2 separate regions of the Macaca mulatta genome follow, and region 2 is linked to region 1. A link is a contact called in public Hi-C data. All regions are on one chromosome and are shown on one strand. Each heading gives the region's core, a stretch centred on a gene start, on an enhancer-like site or on the middle of the called end of the contact. The rest is flanking DNA. Distances are from core to core; before and after follow the strand shown.

Region 1 (3,906 bases), core at 1,032-3,531:
CACTGCAGAGAAGACCAAATGAGGGAGACACAGACTAATTCTTCGGGGAGCCCAAGAGATCCCAGCCACTTCCTGAACTGTCAACTTTTAAACAGGCTCTCTAAGCAACCAGCGAAATCCTTCACGGAAGTAGAAAAGAGATACAGCAGTTTTTCTTTCTTTTTTTTTTTTTTTGAGATGGAGTCTTGCTCTGCCGCCCAGGCTGGGGTGCAGTGGCCGGATCTCAGCTCACTGCAAGCTCCGCCTCCCAGGTTTACGCCATTCTCCTGCCTCAGCCTCCCGAGTAGCTGGGACTACAGGCGCCCGCCACCTCACCCGGCTACTTTTTTGTATTTTTTTTTTTTAGTAGAGACGGGGTTTCACCGTGTTAGCCAGGATGGTCTCGATCTCCTGACCTCGTGATCCGCCCGTCTCAGCCTCCCAAAGTGCTGGGATTACAGGCTTGAGCCACCGCGCCCGGCCAACAGCAGTTTTTCAACAGAAGTTAGAAAGCTGTGGCTCTATACAAAGAGGATGCCATCCAAGAGACTTGCCACCAGAGGTCCAGGAGAGCATGCCCCTGTCCACTCAACTCAAATCCAGGGTGCCAGAAGTAACAGCTACTACTCACTTTTTTGGATGGTGAGAGATCTTCACAAGGTAGGCATCATGGACATGGCTGGAGTTCAAAAGACAAAAAGATTCTGAGTTCTCTTCTGTCTTGTCTCAGGTTGAGGTTGGTTATTGATTGACTGTGTTGACTCCACCAGTCCTGACTTATTAGAAAAGAAAAGGGAGATAGATCAGGTGTCCTCCCCCCCAAAAAAAACACTGGTGTACAAAACATGTCTAATCAGGTTTCAAGCCAAACAAACTCATCCCTGAGGGAAGCTTACTCATTGAGGTATTGTGGAGTTGCACCGGCATGTGAGGAAGTGCCCTGGGGAAAAAAACGCAGAGGTGTGGGACCAATCCTGGCTATGCACAAACATGTGTTCTGCCATGTGCGGGTTTGAGGCACCAGGGAGGTCCCTGCAGGAGCCCTGAGAAAGGTACATCTAGAGAGGGGAGAGGAGGACAGAGCAAAACCAGGAAAAAAACTGGGCTTGAGGATTGTGGAACAGCTGATTACTGAGCAACAGAAGAACTGACTGAAAGCCAATGTATTCAGCTACTGTGAAGTATCTCACTTAATTATCAATTCTATGGGGCAAACAGAGGGCTGGAATACTTGAAGATTTATAGACTGTTAGTCGATTGTCTAAGCTGGGATTTGAAATATTAGCTCCCTTTGACTCCAAAGCTCCTGGAGTGCAGTGGTGCGATCTCAGCTCAACCTCCGCTTCCCGGGTTCAAGCGATTCTCCTGCCTCAGCCTCCTGAGTAACTGGGATTACAGGCGTGTGCCAGCAAGCCTGGCTAATTTTTGTTTTTGGCACAGACGGGGTTTCACCATGTTGACCAGGCTGGTCTCGAACTCCTGACCTCAGGTGATCCACCCGCCTCCGCCTTCCAAAGTGCTGGGATTACAGGTGTGATCCACTGCGACCGGCCTCCTTCCTTGTTTAACTACATTGAGCTGCCTTCCTCCCCCAAGCCCTAAACCTTGGGACACCAGAGGCGGATAACCAGAGCCTTTTTCTGGGTAGAAGAGAGAGAGATGATTGAGAATTTAAAGAAAGAGGGCAATGAAGGAGTACGAGAGGGGGTAACGGGCAGTTCTGCCTTCGTGCGTCTAAACAGCTATTTATTCAACATTTTCTGTGTGCCTTCTGTATGTGTGTCAGGCGCCACGTTAGGAATGGATAAGAAATAGTCCTGCCCTCCAGGGCCTTAGAGTCCGGTGAGAAGTCATACAAGTAAACAGGGTTGAACGAGAGGGTAGTAAGTGTTCAAAGTGGGGAGGGCAGGGCGCTCCCGCGGTGAACGTGGACACCTATCAGGTGCTGAGTAAATGCTGGCAAAATGAAGACTGGATGAAAAACAGAAAAGCGGCAGGGGTAGAACGTTGCCGTGAAGGGTGGAAAGGCGGGGACAATGAGAAGCTACAGGACAGCCCACCTCCCAGTCCCAGGTCCCGTGGCCCGCCCCCTCCTCTCAGGGCCTGCGGCGAGGCCTGAGAGTGGGGATCCTCGCTTGACTGCATCTCAGACCCCCGTGGCCCCAGAATCCCGTCGGCCTACGCCGAGCTGCTCAGGACTTGCCCGGCCGGGCCGGGCCAGTCCCCGCCACCCCGGCTTGCTCGCCCTCTCACCTTCACCTTCCCGGCCTCGCGGTGGCCATCACACTCACTACGTCACCAACAAGCGCCACCGCGGGGGGAGCCGAGAGGAGGGAAAGGGACGCGCGCGTCACCAGTCGCCTCAGGATTGCCCCTCGACCCGGATGAGCTGGTGGACCCTGAGCCCAGCTGGCTCGCCCCGCCTACTCCTTACGCCTCTGCGGCCCCGCGACTGGACACTTCGAGCGGCGCCTCAGCGCGCGACGCCTCCGCCGGCGCGTCCCAAGCCGATGACGCAGCGGCTCGGACTCCCGCTGCATTGTGGGGGCTGTAGTTCCGGTGGGCGTCGGCGGGAGCTGGGGGGCGGGGCAGAGTGGGGCGGAGCCTCAAGCTGTCAAGGGGCTTTGAAAAACCAAGGGCATGGAGTAGAGGTTCCCGCTCTTTCGCGGGTTGTCCTAGAGCCTGACCCTGGGGCCTCTGCCAGCTCTGGAATCCAGATTTGCATTCTGTAATCTTAGAGGAGTGCTCTCTGGAGGGCCAGGCCTAGGGTGAAGTGACTCATCGGGCAGACAGAAGCGAGCCTGGACGTGCTGCCTGCCCTTCAGTCGCCTTTGAGCAAAGAACAGCAGCAACAAGGGCGAATCAATGCTAGTGACTGAACTGCGTCTCTAACATCCGCCGCTGTGTTTAATCTCCACAGCAGTCCCAAGAGACGGAGAGGGGAGGGTACCCAAGCTCACATGGTTACCCAGATCACTGGGCCCCAGTGATGTGCCAGACACTAGGAAACCGCAGCAAACAGGTCCCCTGCAGGACTTGGCCTCCGCAGGGAAGGCTCCAAGCCTGAGCGCGCCAGAACAGTAGCCACTAGCCACATGTGGCTCTCAAGTCCTGAGCCAGTGCAAACGGAGATGCGCTAAAAGACTTAGGACAAAAAAGACTGTTAAACTATCTCACTTTTTAGGAAAAAAAATATCGACTGCACGCGGTGGCTCATGCCTATAATTCCAGAATTTTGGGAGGGCGAGGCAGGTGGATCTCTTGAGGTCGGGAGTTCAAGACCAGCCTGGCCAACACGGTGAAACCCCGTCTGTACTAAAAATACAAAAATTAGCCAGGTGTGATGGTGCACTCAGGAGGAAGAAGCAGAATGGCTTGAACACGGGGGCAGAGGTTGCAGTGAGCCGAGATCGTGCCACTGCACTCCAGCCTGGGCAACAGAGACTCCGTCTCAAAAAAAGAAAAAATGTATATTTTTGAGCCAGAGTCTCACTCTGTCACTCAGGCTGTAGTGCAGTGGTGCAATCACGGCTCACTGCAGCCTCGAACTCCTGGGCTCAAGTAATCCTCCCACCTCACTCAGCCTCCTGAGTAGCTGGGAGCACAGATGCTGCAGCCATGCCTAATATTTATTTTTGGTAGACATGGGTAAGCATTTCACTTTGTTACCCAGGCTGGTCTCCTGGACTCCTGGACTCCTGGAGTCAAGCAATCTCCTGCCTCAGCTTCCCAAAATGCTGGGTTACAGGTACCTGCCACAGTGCAGGGCTATTAGCTCATTAATATTTATATGCTGATTACATGTTGAAGTGATAATATTTTGGATCATTTGGGTTAAATACATTACTAAGATTAATTGCACCTGTTTCTTTTTACTTTTAAAAATGTGGCTACTAGAAAATGTAAAATTGTGGGGAAAAGAGAGAT
Region 2 (3,906 bases), core at 443-2,942, 48 kb after region 1:
TGAAGGAGGAGAACGCCACGGAAGCTACCGTCAGTTCTGCTTGGCTTTGCTGGGACTGTCTGCAGTCTATGCCCTTCTCGGGACAGCCCTGCAGAGGGCCCATGCCAGGGAGGGCTGGGGAGGAGGGAAGCACCCACTCAGGACAGTGGGACACACACTGCAATCCAATCGGCCTTGAGGAAGTAGAAGGAGTGCTAGACTGGTGCCCAGCTGACCTCGGACCAGCCACCTCTGTCTGGACCACCCTGGACAGTCACTTCATCTGTCTGGGCCTCAGTTTCCTCAAGTATAAACTGCAGAGAGGGCCAGGCGCGGTGACTCACACCTGTAATCCCAGCACTTTGGGAGACCAAGGTGGGCAGATCACCTGAGGTCAAGAGTTCAAGACCAGCCTGGTCAACATGGTGAAACCCCATCTCTACTAAAAATACAAAAATTAGCCGGCATGGTGGCACATGTCTGTGATCCCAGCTACCTGGGAGGCTGAGGTACAGGAATTGCTTGAACCGGCTGGGTGTGATGGCTCACGCCTGTAATCCAAAGACTTTGGGAGGCCAAGGCAGGCGGATCACGAGGTCAGAAGTTCAAGATCAGCCTGGCCAGCATGGTGAAACTCCATTTCAACTAAAAATACAAAAATTAGCTAGGCATGGTGGCGTGTGCCTGTAATCCCAGCTACTTGGGAGGCTGAGGCAGGGGAAACACTTGAACCCGAGAGGTAGAGGTTGCAGTGAGCTGAGATTGCACCACTGCACTCCAGCCTGGGCGACAGAGCAAGACTCCATCTCAAAAAAAAAAAAAAAAAATCGCCTCTACCTGGGAGGCAGAGGTTGCAGTAAGGCGAGATCACACACTGCATTCCAGCCTGGGCGACAGAGCAAGACTCCGTCTCAAAAATAAATAAATTAATTAAATAAAATAAAAAAATAAACTGCAGAGAGGAAGACCACCCTGGCAGGGGCTCAGCAGACCACAGGGGACATGGGTGAAAGCACAAACTGCTCCACAAAGTGAGCCACACCTTCTACCCCCATCCCTCCCCTGTCCCCCTCAAGACCCCTCACTCCCATGGTCATGAGGCCTCCTGGCTCTGGAACCAGACACCTGGGTGGGTGGGGTAAATCCTGGTTCCAAGGCCCACAAGTTGTATGATCTTGGGCAAGTGAATGAACTCTGGAGCCTCAGTTTGCCCAGCTGGAAAACGGGGATAATAGAAGGAAACACTTACCAGGGTAGCAATCATGCCTAACTGATGCCTTGCCCATAGTGAGCACTCCGCAGAATAGCCATTGCCGGTTATTATTATGAGAACTATTATTATTTGAGCCTTTCTGTGCTGAATGGAACTCAGCTGTCACCCTTTCTTTCCCGAAGGAGGAACCGCAGCCCCAAGAGGGGAAGTGATTTGTTCAAGTCACCAGGGAGTAAGTGGACGAGGAACCGGAACCCAGACTCCCTCTCCAGCCCAGGCCTCCCATTCAGGTCGTTCCCAGGGAGGCAGCCCGGGACCAGACCTCCCGCCCGGATCCGCGCTCCCGCCCCCGGCCTTCGCTCCCTCACCCTCCGGCTTGGCGTCGCCCTTCGCTTCAGCCAGCAGCAGCCAGCCCAGCGGGGCCAGGAGCAGCAGGGGCCGCATGGCCGAGGTATGAGGATGATCGGCCGACCCCGGCGGCGCTCGCAGGGCTGGAAACTTTGCGACGGGGCCGCAGGTCCCGCTGCCACGCACTGGGCCCGCCCCGGGGGCGGCAACGCCCCGCCCCTCCACGCCCTCCCCACCGCCTTCCCCGGGGGGAGGGTTTTTCTGCAGATGTGCCCAAGCCCTGGCCTCTCCCTGTCGGGGCAGCTCCCACCGCCTGTCTGTGCAGCTCCCGGGACTTCTGCCAGGCCCTGCCTCCTCCTTCCCTTCTCTGGGGGGTTCACTCCGACTAGGAAGAGGGCGGTGAGAGGAGGGCGAGGCCACGATTTCTAGACCCCAGGTTCTGGGCCGACGCTCCATGGCATCGATAACCGTGAGCCCCTGTTTGCTCGCCTGAAAAGTGGGGCTTATGATAGCGTCTGTTCATTGGGTCCTGCACGGGTTAATGGCGATACCTGTAGCGCACTTAGAGCAACCCCAGGTCAAGCTCCAAGGAAGTCAGTTTTCATGATTTCATTAGACCTTCCCCAAACCCAAGAGGTGAGGGTGGGCAGGGATGCGTTCAGAGACACAGACACTCCTACGTGGCCCACCCAGGCACTGGAAATGCAGGAAGCCCGTCTCCATTCTCACCAAAAGGCTATCACTTGATCTACCTTTGTGTCCCTGGGAGGCAAACCTCTGAGCCAAGGAAAGTCTCGCTTCTGAGGTTTTTTTGTTGTTGTTTTGTTTTGTTCCATTTTTTTCAGGCAAAGTTGCGTTCAGTTGCGCAGGCTGGAGTGCAGTGGCATGATCACCACTCACTGCAGCCTCAACCTCCCGGGCTCAAGTGATCTTCCCATCTCAGCCTCCCGAGTAGATGGGATCACAGGCCTGAGCCACCATCCCTGGCTAATTTTTCTACTTTTTTTTTTTTTTTTTTTTTTTTTGAGACGGAGTTTCACTCTTGTTAGCCCAGGCTGGAGTGCAATGGCGAGATCTCCGCTCACTGCAACCTTTGCCTCCCGGGTTCAAGCGATTCTCCTGCTTCAGCCTCCCGAGTAGCTGGGATTACAGGCATGAGCCACCATGCCCAGCTAATTTTGTATTTTTAGTAGAGGCGGGGTTTCTCTATGTTGATCAGACTGGTCTTGAACTCCCGACCTCAGGTGATCTGCCTGCCTTGACCTCCCAAAGTGCTGGGATTACAGGCATAAACCACTGCACCTGGCCAATTATTCTACTTTTTGTAGAGACAAGGGTCTCCCTATGTTACCCAGGCTGGTCTCGAACTCCTGGACTCAAGGGATCTTCCTGCCTCCCAAAGTGCTGGGTTACAGGCTGAGCCACCACACCCTACAGAGATTAATTGTTAAATGAATAAACGAATCAGTGAAAGTTTTTAGGGCCTCTTCACAGATGCCCAAAGCCCAACAAACAACTCAATAGTCTCTAGAGTAAGGGCTTCTGGACCAGATGTCAGACAGGGGCCGCCACCTCTGAACAAAAATCCTTCCTTCCTTGGAAGAAACCTCAGACAGAGGCCAGGCACGGTGGCTCACGCCTGTAATCCCAGCACTTTGGGAGGCCAAAGCGAGTGGATCACAAGGTCAGGAGTTCAAGACCTGTTTGACCAACATGGTTGAAACCCTGTCTTTACTAAAATACAAAAATTAGCCAGACTGGTGGTGCGTGCCTGTAATCCCAGATACTCAGGAGGCTGAGGCAGTAGAATCGCTTGAACCCAGGAGGCAGAGTTTGCAGTGAGCCAAGATTGCACCACTGCACTCCAGCCTGGGCGATAGAGCAAGACTCTGTCTAAAAAAAAAAAAACCTCAGACAGGGACCCAGGAGCCCTTTTCCCAGCTAATTAGGCTCCAGAGGAGTGGGTGGCAGGTGCAACCCAAGGCTGGCAGGGGGCAAAGGGGTGGGAGAGAAGGAATGTCACGAATGTCAATGGACGACATAGAGCAGGCTATGCATCAGTGCTGGGAAAAGATTTAAATCAACAGCATTCAGATGGGCTGGGTGCGGTGGTTCATGCCTGTAATCCCAGTACTTTGGGAGGCCAAGACAGGTGGATTGCTTGAGCCCAGGAATTCAAGACCAGCCTGGGCAATGTGGTGAAACCCCCTTCTCTACTAAAAATACAAAAATTAGCTGGGCATGGTGGCATGTGCCCATAGTCCCAGCTACTCAGGAGGCTGAGTGGGGAGGATCACTTGAGCCTGGGAGGTGGAGGTTGTAGTGAGCCATGATCGCACCACTGCACTCCAGCCTGGGCAAGTGAG

Evidence for each region. Hi-C and Micro-C count contacts between places; a contact is called where the count stands out from the background.
Region 2: a Hi-C map of blood shows a contact between it and region 1, with 2.3 times the contacts expected there. The contact joins the promoter of PLOD1 here to the promoter of MFN2 in region 1. A contact is called at or near these places in 4 of 14 Hi-C or Micro-C datasets (blood, cortical neurons, fetal cortex germinal zone and 1 more).

The regions. Positions count from the first base shown.
Region 1 is chr1:228,743,441-228,747,346 of T2T-MMU8v2.0, forward strand. It overlaps MFN2 (mitofusin 2), which reads right to left and starts at 2,282. Exons shown (of 20, transcript XR_013407719.1): 1 at 2,233-2,282; 2 at 611-751. All of the region lies in intron 17 of PLOD1 (procollagen-lysine,2-oxoglutarate 5-dioxygenase 1), which reads right to left.
Region 2 is chr1:228,791,586-228,795,491 of T2T-MMU8v2.0, forward strand. PLOD1 (procollagen-lysine,2-oxoglutarate 5-dioxygenase 1) reads right to left here and starts at 1,693. Exons shown (of 19, transcript XR_013407672.1): 1 at 1,561-1,693.